Linked DNA regions of Mus musculus: region 1 is linked to region 2. The links are chromatin contacts, called in public HiChIP or PLAC-seq maps. All regions are on one chromosome and are shown on one strand. The core of a region is the stretch at or near the end of the contact, and the rest is flanking DNA. Distances in the headings are between cores, read along the strand shown.

Region 1 (6,089 bases), core at 198-2,697, 120 kb before region 2:
ACATTTATTTCTGTCCTATGCAAGCAACAACCACCATTAAAAAATAAAAACCTTAAGTCATACTATCCTCTTCATACCCAAGTGGAATGGCATATCCAGGAGACTTTCCTAATACTACCAAAACATTCTGAGAAGTTTGTAGATTTTTTTTAACATAGCAAAAGCAATGAAAAGTAATTAATGTATATGAAGCATTGTTGTCTAAGTTGTGGTTTTACATTTCACTACCTACTGTGTCCTTTTCTTTTTTTTCTTTTCTTTTTTTTTCTTTTCTTTTTTTTTTTTTTTTTTTTTTTTTTTGAGGCATTGCCCTGGATTCCTCTTGCCATACATATACATACACACACACACACAAAATGCCTTCTTTATTTTACATTAGTTAGGTTACTTAAAGTTCAAATATAGGCTCTGGAGGTGAGCCCATGAACTCTCCAAATTACTTAAAACTCCTGCACCTCAGTTTCTTCCTTTGTAAAATGAGATAGGCAGTCCCAATACCACCATGGATCAGGATCAGGGTTCTGCAGTGAGGTCAGTACATGCTGGGAGTTTACATGCTGGGAGCTGGGTCTGACCCTCGTGTCACAAGAATTACTATAATTAGTGTAGGAACTCCTTTTCTCTTTTAAAGATGAGGAAACGGAAATAGGATAATTTATTACTAGTTATTACTAGGTTTCAAATTAAAAGTTCAAATTCACTGTGGCATTCGGGATCAGCGCGGTCATTAACCCAGCCTGTCACTAGGAGGCACGAGAAAGGGTAGGCAGCCACACTCCACGAGGCCCCGGGTGGGCACCGCCTCGCGGACCACGGGCGCTGCGGCCTGGTTCCCAGGGTCCCGCGCCGCGCTGGGGAAAGGCGCCCGCTGGGCACCGACGGACCGAACCCCTCTAAGGTCAGCGGCACCCAGATCCCTGTCGTACCCACCCTTGAACCCCGCCACGCCCCGGTGTGACAGACTGGGCTCGCGACCCTCCCTTAGGACAAGGCCGGGCGGGGCGGGGAGCTGCAGCCGAACGAGGCCGAGCGCCGCGGTCCCTAAAACCGGACTCCACCCGGCCCAGGCCGCAGAGACACGCCTGGTTAGCCCGAGTTGCCCGGAGCCCACGCCCGCACGTCCACACGCCCGCGGCCTTACCTTTTCGCAGCGTCCGCCCGACACGCGGGCGGCCCGGGCTCCGCCGCGTTCCGCCTCTCGGAGGGTCTCGGGTCGGTGTCGGCGGACCTCGGCCTTTCGGAGGGTCTCGGGCCGGCGTCGGCGGGCCTCGGCTTCTCGGTTGGTCTCGGGTGGCGTCGGCGGGCCTCGGCCGCTCCGCGGGTCTGGCGGCTCTTCAGCGAGTGGGCGGAGACTCGGCCCGCCTGTCCCTCAGGAAGCCGCCCCGCCCCGCCCCCGCCGCGAAGCTCTTTCTCCCGGGCTGCCCGGCTTTTCTCTCCCTCCGGAAACGCATTCCTCCGCGCCGCGTCAGCCGCGCCTGAAAAGGAGGGGGAGGCGGCAGGAAGAAGGAAGGTGGGGCAGGGTGCAGACAAAGGAGCTCGGTCGTTCGGCCCTTTCTGCCTGGGGTACCGCGCTGAACCACCGAGGGCGCCGGCCGCCCGGCTGGAAAGCCCAGCCGCAGTCTGTGTCCGGTCCCTGGGATCCCGAGCCAGACCTCTCTGTGGGCTGAGGGGACAAGAAGGATCGGGTGTTCTGCAGGCAGCCCTCGGACCCGCCCCGTCACCCTAAGATTGCAGACTCCCGCTCCACCCTTGCTGTGCCACCCTGCGCTCCTTGGCGCCGCATTTGCTCAATTTTCTATCTGGGTGGCCAAGCACAAAAAGGAAAAATGTTATGTTTGCGCACTTGCTTTCTCTTTTCTGGAAAAAGAATTGAAAAGTAGCCAGTCTCAAAATCTAAATGAGAAGCTTGAAACTTGGACTTGCCTCGTCATACTGAAAGCTGTGGGACAGCAGGTGCCATCAGCTTACCCGAAGAGTGTGGGCTGCCAGGAGGAGCAGGGCACCCAGCCGTAAAGACAGCTTTCATTGCCGGGTTTATGAACCCAAGAAATAGTGTTTCTGTTCTGGAAGAGTAAAACTGGGATGCCAAAAAAAAAAAAAAAGATTAATCACTATGGAAAAGTTATATGTTGCCCATGAGCAAATCAAATGTATTGTTTAACTAAAATTTTAATAAATGAGCATCGTTTTTCTAATTAGTAAATGACTGAACTTAAAAGGCTACGTCTGCATCGGCAGCCCAGCGGTAAAGCTCAGTGACGTTCGTTGCCTTTAAAGGTATTGATCTTACCACTTTGAGTTAAACCATTAGCCCAGTCTCTGCACAAGAAACAGCTTTATAAACATACTTTATCAATGCTTGGCCTGAACTGTGTGAGCTTTCATTCGTGTGACTTGAGGAGGGAACAATCTACCACAAGATCGACACACACACACACACACACACACACACACACACAAAATAGTGTTTGTGCTGCTCTCCCAGGACTCAACCTAAGCTGTCAGAGGAATACCAATTTACATGTACAAGTCATAAACTTTGAAGAAAATAGAAATTAATAAGTTCCATAATTGCTCAGAAATGTAGCTATACTTGAATTCATAAAAATGTTAAGAGATGGGCAGTTACTTAGCTATGTAAAATGCATGAACATTGTTCTAATTACTTGTCTCACTACTGGGGCACAATAACTGACAAAGCAACTTAATGAAAGAATTTATTTTAGCTCACAGTTACACGGTACAGTCCATCTCAACAAGAAAGTTGTAGTGGCAGAAGCATGAGGTCCAATTACACCCACAGCCATTTACCCTGTGCCTGGAGGATTGAAGTTCTACCTTGGCAGAAAATATAAGCTGCCTCTTGCTTTTTCAAAATGTAAGCCTTTCTCCACTGTAGCATTTACTGTGCTGTTGGTTATTCTCCCCAGCAATAGCTATTGCAGCTATTTAGTAACAACCCAAGGGTAGAAATAGAATTCTTTCCGTGAAAAAGAGTGAAGTATAGGAAACAATCAAGTAGGGGGCTGGAGAGAGGGCTCAGCAGTTAAGAGCACTGACTGCTCTTCTGAAGGTCCTAAGTTCAAATCCCAGCAACCACATGGTGGTTCACAACCATCCGTAATGAGATCCGATGCCCTCTTCTGGTGTCTGAAAATAGCTACAGTGTACTTACATATAATAATAAATAAATCTTAAAAAAAGAAACAGTCAAGTGGGCCATCAAAAGCCCCTGTCCTACATTTTTTTATCCCAGCACTTGGGAGGACTCAGAGGCAGGAGAATCTCTCAGTTTGAAGCCAGCCTCATCTATAGATCGAGTTGAAGGAAAGGGAGGGAGGGAGGGAGGGAGGGAGGGAGGGAGGGAGGGAGGGAGGGAGGGAGGGAGGGAGGGAAAAATTCCTGTCTTGCCCAGGATCCTTCTTTGTTTGCATTTCTCTTTGTGCTAGAGCATTTTCTTTCAATCGTCAGGATTTCCACTGCCAGCCACAGACTGAGTCTGAGTCCATGAAGGTAAGCAAGTTCAAGCTTGGATACATTTTTCAGCCTGAGTGGGTCTCTCAGCCATGTTTTGTTTCTCCTCAATATCTTTGCTATCTTTCTATCCAGCTCATGTATTACAATGTTTGAGCAGTAGTAGAATTTGGAATGCCAGACAGTTCATATTTGAGGCAGTCAGAGATGAGATGTGCCAGTTTTTCCAAACCACAAGTTTTCTTCCTTGGTAGACTCTAGTCATAAACAATCATTATCTACATTATTCTTGTTCTCCATGTACCAGATAGAAATAATCTTCCTTTAGTCACTATACACACAATCCTCATCTTGGGGTCCATTATTGGTTCTAGCACCAGAATCTCAAATTCAACCATCATGGTAGACTAACCCTCCATCTTGGACCAGGGTATAGGGGAAATGCAAATGTGATCTTGCTTGCAATGTATGCACGGGGTGTTTCCATGTCTTCATCTCTATTAAGAGAAGATGAGGAGCACTCTATTTTCTTGTAAGGAAAACAAATTTTCCACTTGGTCTGTGTATCCAAATTAGCAAAATAAAAATAGGTTCCTGAGTCTGACATGACCTTGGTGGGGATAGAATGACATGGCTCCTGCCCCTGGGACAGGGCAAACAGAGCTGCTGTGGCATAAGGCTTATTTGTATAATAATGTACGTATTTTTATGTCCTTCCTTTGAGGAATGACTCCATGATATTCAGAGACAGCAGTAGTCTGGGAGGTGAAGGTGTGGTTAATGTCTTAGCAAAATGGTAAATGCTAGGACCTTCGGGACAGCCCTTAAGGCTGTGGGAAAGAACTCTAAAAACATTAGTTTGAAAATATATAATTTCTCAACTATGCAAAAAATAAGAATGCAATATGAATTATATGAGGAGCTTTAAGAATGTAAAGGAACAAAGGCAGCTGCATTAATGAACCAGCTTGTCAGAAAAATGCAAAGGCAGGCAGATTCCTGAGTTCAGGTTCAGCCTAAGACAGAACAAGGTTAGGCCCAAGCATGGTAGAAAATTCATGGTTGGGTCCCACCCAGCTAGCTTATCATCTGTGCTTAACAGAGATAGGCAGATCTCTAGATTCATTCACAACGTTAAAAGAAAATGTGTGCTTACTATCTTCTAAGAATTAAGGGGCTGGGGTCTCAGAATGTTGATTCATAGGATAATCAAAAGGAAACCTGGAATAAATGACTGGACTGATATGTAAAATAAAAGACTGGGCTTATGTTCTGCAAAAGATGAGCTATTCAGAGTAACTTTTAGAATAGCAAGAGAAAAGTCCTTGGAGAACTGTCTCGAACAAAAAATAGAGAGAGCTGTCTAGAGATATCCAGAAAGAGCAGAACAGAGAGAGAAATCTAGAAAGCTGTTCTTGAGCAGAACATAGGCTACCAGTTTGGACCAGCTTCGAGTTGTTTGCACTTCTCTCAGAATCCCTCTCCAAGCCAGGGCTGGCCCTTGGAAATTGTTTACTTTGTCCTAAGAATGGCAAATTTTCTTAAAAAAAAAAAGTGTATGGATATTTTGCCTGCGTATGTGTATGTGCCACATGCATGCCTGGTGCTTGGGGTCTCTAGAAGAAAGTATCAAATCCTCTGGAACTGGAGTTACAGTGAGTGCCATTTGAGTGCAGGTCCTTTGGGTGAGCAATAACTTAACCACTGAACCATCTCCTAGGTTTTTTTTTTCCTCTTTTCTTTTCCTTTCTTGTATCTTCTTTTCTTTCTCTTTCTTTCTTTTCTTCTCTCTTTCTTTTCTTCTCTCTTCCTTTCTCTCTCTCTTTCTTTCTTTCTTCCTTCTTTCTTTCTTTCTCTCTCTCTCTTTCTTTCTTTCTTTCTTTCTTTCTTTCTTTCTGTTTTGTAGGGTTTTGAGACACGTTTTCTCAGTGTAGCCCTAGTTGACCTAGAACTCACTCCATAGACCAGGCTGGCCTTGAACTCAGAGATTTTCCTGCCTCTGCCTCCCAAATGCTGGAATTAAACAAAAAACAAAAAACAAAAAATCCCATTTTAAAAATGTGAATCTGGGAATTGAGCATAGCTTTATAACATAGCACTGTAGAGAGAATTTCTTGTGTACATTATAAAAGCATTCACCTAAGCCTATGGCCAATGAGTTAAAGCAGGAAATAGAAGGTGGGACATCAGGCAGAGAGGGAAACGGAGAGGGAGAGGGAGAGGGAGAGGGAGAGGGAGAGGGAGAGGGAGAGGGAGAGGGAGAGGGAGAGGGAGAGGGAGAGGGAGAGGGAGAGGGAGAGGGAGAGGGAGAGGGAGAGGGAGAGGGAGAGGCAGAGGGAGAGGGAGAGGGAGAGGCAGAGGGAGAGGGAGAGGGAGAGGCAGAGGCAGAGGCAGAGGCAGAGGCAGAGGCAGAGGCAGAGGCAGAGGCAGAGGCAGAGGCAGAGGCAGTGAGGCAGAGAGGCAGAGGCAGGGGGAGGGGCAATTCTGGGAAATAGTCAGGTGACAGAGATCTGCCCTGAACTCTGAGAAGAGGTAACTAAGCAGTGAAAGAACATAGTCTAAAATAAACTAAATTATTGAGATACTACCTAGACAGAGAACAGAGCCAAAGCTTA
Region 2 (6,244 bases), core at 3,345-5,844:
GGCATTGGATGCCATTTTTCAGGAGCTTTCCACTTTGTTTTTTAAAGTGAGGGGTGTTCTTAGGACGAGGGATCAATGATTAGGCTAGGGAAGCTGGCCAGTAAGCACCAGGGATCTATCTGACCACCTCCATCTCTCCAGTGCTGGGGTTCTAGGCTTGGGTCAGTACATTGGGCCTTGTGCACTCAAGGCAATCACTTCAACAAGTTTGCTATCTTCTCAGCCCTCTACAACTAACCTTTATTAAAAAAAAAGGCAAAGATGGTGGAATGCCATTTACAAAATTAGGGCATAAAAGAATTGTCTTTATTTTGGATACAAGTCTCACATTCTTTCCTGGGATCTACATTCTGGAAGATGCCTTCTACTTATAGTGGACATACAGAGAGATCCAACATGACAAGGAATTGGCATCCCTAGATAAAACTCAGAAACTCTTTAAACCTAGTAGTAACCGTAAGTGTGAGCTTGGAGGGAGGTGTCTCTTCTCAAGCCTTGTAGTGACTTGCTCAGCCAACACCTATGGGTTTGCAGGACCCCTTGGGTCAGAGAACCATCAATGGTCTGCCTACAAGATAACACGTGCTGGCTGCCTCCAGCTGCTAAGATTGAGTTATGGCATACCAGGAGATAATGATTTTACCTGTTAATGATGGACTGTGGAGTATAGTTAAGGTGTGTCCATGCAGTAGTATACCAGTCATTGAATGCGATGGTGATATAGAAATATATGTAGAAGATAGGAAGATATTTACAACATACGATTATTCAATAATAGTAGATTATCATTAGCCACCTGAGCTGTATGACTCATGGTACATGTAGATATTCTTTTATTTGGCTTTTGGGGATGGGGACTTACTATGTAGCCCTGTCTAGCCTCGTTGTGATCTTCATCCATCAGCCTCTCAAGTGCTTGATCCATGATACATATTTGTCAATATGCACTAAATATAGAACGTGGTATTTACAGACTGGAATATTTGTTATTTTATAATTTCCTTTAAAGCAAAAGGAGTTAGTCTGGGGTTGTAGCTCAGCAGAAAAGTTCCTGCATGGTATGTGCAAAGGCCTGGGTTCAATTTTTAGCACAGTAGCCAAAACCAAAGCAGAGGGGTTCTAGAACCTTACCTTCCCCCTTTGCGCATAGGGCAGACCTAAGTGTGACCCTGGGATCGTTATACTCAGAGGTGCCAGGACATCAGAGAATAGATTTCTAAGGCAACTAGGGCAAGGCTAGCATCATCTGCAAACTGAAAATTCCACAATGCAATGAATAACCACTTGCCTTCAATACTTATGGGGATTCTGGGGCACAGCCATTAATGCACATGGACATATCAGAATGCCATCAGATATCAATTTGCACCTGAAATAGTCCTCAGCTTCAGACAGGAAAGTTGAGTTGCTCACAGGATGGCTTTCAGATCTAAGCAGGTTGACCAGCAGGAAGAGATAGAGGCTGTCTGGGAGTATTTGGGAGTATTTGTTTCAGTATTTGGGAATCCAGGTGGGATAGTAAACTGATGCTTAACACAGTCCTCGGGATCTTTCAAAGACTATCCGTACCAGGCTGCTCAGAGTGAGACTCCGGAAGCAGTAGCTCTGGGTAAGATGAAGTCCATATGATAGCAGCATCCCTGTTCTGGTGGCAGACTCCCCATAGTAGTTTTCAGCCCCTGTAGGATTCATTCATGCCCCACTAAGGACACCCATTGCACTTCTGGAAACAGTTATGTTGAATAAAAGAAAAAAATCCTTCCTGAGAAATGTAGAATTTGCCTAAATTTTGGACCCTGTGCAAATGAAATGGCTCTGCAACTCAGAGGAAATGAAACCTTACATTCACTCCACAGATAAGAAGCAGCCACAGCCAAAAGGTTAAAACTTATTGTTAACTTGGCAGGATTAAGAATTGTCATGAGATAAACTTTGGGACATGCCTGTGAGGAAGTTCTAGCTTAAGTAAATTTAGTGGGAATATATACCCCATGGGCTGGGGTCCTAGACTGAAGGAAAAAGAGCTAAGGCTAGTATTCCTCTGTCTCTGCTTCCTGACTGTGGGTGTAGTGTGATGTAACTAGACTTCTTGGCTATTTTATTGTTTTTTTTTCCTTAACACCATTATCCCTTCCAACACCCCAATATTAGGTAGTTGATAAAGAGGGTTAGAGGGGAAGGAGGTTATAGATATCATTAGACTACTTCCTGCTGATTGGGGCAAATTTGATCTTCTTCATCAGGATATCCAATTTCTTCTTCGTGTCACTTTGCTCACAACCACTTGACAAACTGCAGCAGCAGGGGCTCTGGCATTTATATACCCTCTGAAGAGTCCTCAGAATTGCAAACACAAACTATCTTCAGATTGCAAAATCATACCCCTGCCAGAGCATGAAACAAATTATCTTAGCTGCACTGGACAATCTGAAGCATCCCCATAGCCCACATCTGGGATTCAAACAAAAAACATTCACATAACTTTTCTATGTTTTTAATGAAACCACAATCCTCAGTACAGTGTGACCAGCTGTTTCAGGATCCTGCTGCCATGCTTTAGCTCCATTATGGACTGTGCCCTTTTGAACTGTGAGACAAACTAAACTCCTCCCTCAAATTGTTTTTATCAGATATGTTGTCACAGCAATGTAAAAAAACTAAAAACAATGTACATTTTATTTGGCTCCTCCCAAACGCTCACAGGCTGTCTCCTATGAATAGCTGGAGCTCAGCCTGAATTTGTTCCTGGTTTGGCTAGTCAGTAGTAGTGAGACCTCCAAGTTCTCTGTTTTCCTGATTTGGGCTGAAGGTACTTGTTTCATAGCATGTTAGGAGGACTAAGTTCCAGCTATATTCATATCAGGATTCTTCCTGAAACAGTTAGTGAAGAGTGAGCAGGTCAGTCAATAGAGAATATCTTCACACAGGTACACATGTGTGTGCATATGTATGTGGAAGCCATAGGTCAATCTTGAGTGTCACTTCTTAAGAGTCATTGAGCTCAACAATTAAACAAGGATGCTGGCCAGTGAGTTCCATTGAAATCTAGCCCCAGCCCCATTGGGATTACAGGAACACCACCTTGTCTTTTTGTTACTATTGTTTCTTTTTAACGTGGATGCTGTGGATGGAAATCAGGTCCCTATGCTTGTGAAGCAAACACTCTATCAACTGAGCCAGCTCCCTAGACCATTGGGAAGTACTGTAAGCAGGAGGCTGAAGTTCTAGACTAACCCATTGGTATAAGATAAATTAGAATTGGAAACAAAGCACTCAGGAAGTGTGGATGTGGAATGCAGATGTAGATGCTTCTGTATGGATCAGGCGGGGTGTGTACACCGTGTGTGTGTGTGTGTGTGTGTGTGTGTGTGTGTGTGTGTGTGTGTGTGTGTGTGACATGACTTGTAATTCCCAAATTCCCAGAACAGCTCTGAGGAAGGAACAACTATGAATATAACTCACCCTAGGTGACCCTGACTCAAGAAATCCACAACCTTCTAGTTGGACAGGGTCAGAAGGTCATTTCTTTCAACGGGGGAGTCTCTGTTGTGGGAAAGTGCTAGGGCAGCATCTGGGCCTTGACACCCTTAATTCTTCTGGAAGGGAAGAAAGAACAATTGAATGACTTTAATGAGTCTCACAGCAACTTCTGCATCTGGGAATGCACAGAATGCCCAGGAGAGAGGGAGCTACAGGAAGACAGATGGAAAGTGACGGCTGATGGCTTTAATGGGCACGATCTGTCCTTTAAGTTTTGGGAATCTTTTTGCCAGTTGTTTCCCAGGGGTTTTCATTTAAGTTTGAGATTCAGATGTCCCCTTACCCACAGGGTAAAGGACACCATTAACACCAGATGTATATTCTGTATCACATGCCCTGCAAACATGTTCTCAGCTAGCTTTCACAGTGACCTTATAAATAAGGAAAAGACGTGAATGCTCATTTCATAGATGAAGAATCTGATGCTCAGAAAGTGCAAATGGCTACTCTTTATGGGAAGATAAATCAACAGAGGAATTCATTTGCTTTTTTTTTTTTTTTTTTTTTTTTGGTCCTCCTCCCAAGATGACCTTGTCAAGTACAGAAGTCCTATGCTCTCTCCTACAGCATGCATGAAGTCACCTGTTTTGTGAAACTGTTTTCATGGTATTCCACTCTGTACATTTCTAGGCCAGAGACTTATGAGAAACCTGTGGGTTTTCTTTGAAGCACCCTGACTGAATGCTAGGAGCAGTCTTACTTGAGCTCAGAATTTGACAGAATCCCCAAAGTTGCTGACAGAGAACACTGAGATCCACCCCTGCCTTAGCTTTTTTTTTTAATTTCTCTTCAAGAACTGTGTAGACCTGGCTGTGTAAACTCTGGGCTGGCTATTGCACAATGGCTTTGTCCAAACCTTCCAACTGCCTTGCAGAGACTTCTTTTTAAAAAAGAAAAAAAGAAAAAAGAAAAGAAAACCACCAGATACAGTTGGCACTTTTTATGAAAAAACAAACAAAAAGTAGCAATTTCTTCAGGATACATATACTCTCAGAAAAGATAAGAAAAACATTATTGTTCTGACAGGGAAGGAAATGTCTAAGGGAGTGGGTGGAGAGCCACTTACCGCTCCCTTTCCTCTAACCACAGGGGTGTGAAGACCTTCAATGAACCAGGTCTGTGAAAGCCATCCAGCATTCACCCCGTGACTTTCATTCCAGCAGATGGGAATCTACTTAATAATCTCCAAACCTGCCAAGAGTAGAGGTCGCCTCAGCCTCCAGAGCATCTCATTCCAGTGTTTAATAGTCTCTCTGTCAGGAATGGCTCCTGGTGCCCAGTGCAGGGCCCCAGAGGGGCTGCAGTTGTGCTTGCTTCCCCTTGACATGTCCTCAGGAGGGTTAACTCCATTTCCTCAGCTCCTTGAATGTCAAAGACCCCTCCTTTTTTCAAATCAAAACAGACATGTTCTTTCTTGAGCTCATCATTTCGAGACTGAGCCTATGGTGGTCTTGGCTACCAGCTGCAGTGTTATCCTCCCTGCTCTCCCCTGTGCGGGCAGGGCTCAGATAGCCTGGGCTGCCTGGGCTGCAGCTTTTAGACTCCCAGCTCAGACCCAGAAGTAGCTCAGTCAACTCAGCCATGGGACACTTTTGAACTTGTTCCACAAAATAATCCTAGGAAATATTTCTTAGTTTCATGCATTTCTGGGAAATTCAATAAAAGCAGAGTCTGGAACATCTATTTTCTACTCCATGTTATGGTTTGATTTCTAAAGGTAAAAGATGGTAATGTGGGCTGGGAGTTAGCTCAGTGGCAGAATGCCTGAAGACTTACCATGAGCAATGGAGCTTTGTTCCTATCATCACCTATATACAAGCTGGATGTGGTGATGCCTGTGTAAGTAATCCCAGCACTGGGGAGATGGTAGCAGGAGGATCAATGAAGTTTATTGGTCACACATAATTGGTGCTACCAATTAGCCTAATTGGTAAGTCTTATAGATCTCAGTGAGAATCCCTGTCTCAAAAAAACAATGTAGATGGCTCCTGAGAAAAGATGGCTCTTGAGGAATGGCACCTGAAGTTGACCTCCTTGTGCACCCTACTCCCACTGCTCCTGCACACACAAAACAGTTGTGTCACAATTTGCATAAAATTAAAAATTACTACTGGCACCATGCCTTATGGAGGTAATGTTAACAAAACAGCTGTAATTAGTTACCATGAAATATTAACGTTTCATAAACAGCAGGTCCCATACCTGGAGTGATGAATAATTGGATAGGAGGAAAGAAAGTGGATAGCCTATTTCAGTAGAACATCCCTTGCTCCTTCTCTTCTCTTCTCTTCTCTTCTCTTCTCTTCTCTTCTCTTCTCTTCTCTTCTCTTCTCTTCTCTTCTCTCTTCTCTTCTATTTTCTCTTCTTCTCTTCTCTTCTCTTCTCTTCTCTTCTCTTCTCTTTTCTCTTCTCTTCTCTTTTCTCTTCTCTTCTATTTTCTCTTCTCTTCTCTTCTCTTCTCTTCTCTTCTCTTCTCTTCTCTTCTCTTCTCTTCTCTTCTCTTCTCTTCCTCCCTCCCTCCCTCCCTCCCTCCCTCCCTCCCTCCCTCCCTCCCTCCCTTAATCTCCCCATCTCTCTCTGTGGTGTGTGTGTATGTGTGTGCATGTGTTGTGAATGTGAATGCATACTTGTATATGGAGTTCAGAAGTTGGCACTGGGTATCTTCCTCAGCCGTTCTCTACCCTCATTTTTGAGGCAAGGTCTC

The links. HiChIP or PLAC-seq counts read pairs in DNA pulled down with a chosen protein or histone mark.
Region 1: a BATF HiChIP or PLAC-seq map of CD8 T cells shows a contact between it and region 2, with 5 read pairs. The contact joins the promoter of Itgb1 here to the enhancer-like site in region 2. A contact is called at or near these places in 6 of 115 datasets of contacts at active chromatin or transcription factors (CD8 T cells, the HPC-7 cell line, bone marrow-derived macrophages and 3 more) and 2 of 9 other capture datasets (adipose tissue and liver).

Annotation. Positions count from the first base shown.
Region 1 is chr8:128,681,012-128,687,100 of GRCm38.p6, reverse strand. Itgb1 (integrin beta 1 (fibronectin receptor beta)) reads right to left here and starts at 1,447. Exons shown (of 16, transcript NM_010578.2): 1 at 1,142-1,447.
Region 2 is chr8:128,561,286-128,567,529 of GRCm38.p6, reverse strand. No RefSeq gene overlaps it. Among named protein-coding and RNA genes, the nearest start is that of Gm32643, 71 kb to the right of the region's middle. Within about 2 kb of position 4,594, at least 16 of the 459 cell types and tissues checked have an H3K27ac peak or open chromatin away from gene starts, as enhancers often do. A contact at or near this core is called in CD8 T cells, adipose tissue and memory CD8 T cells, where this site is marked.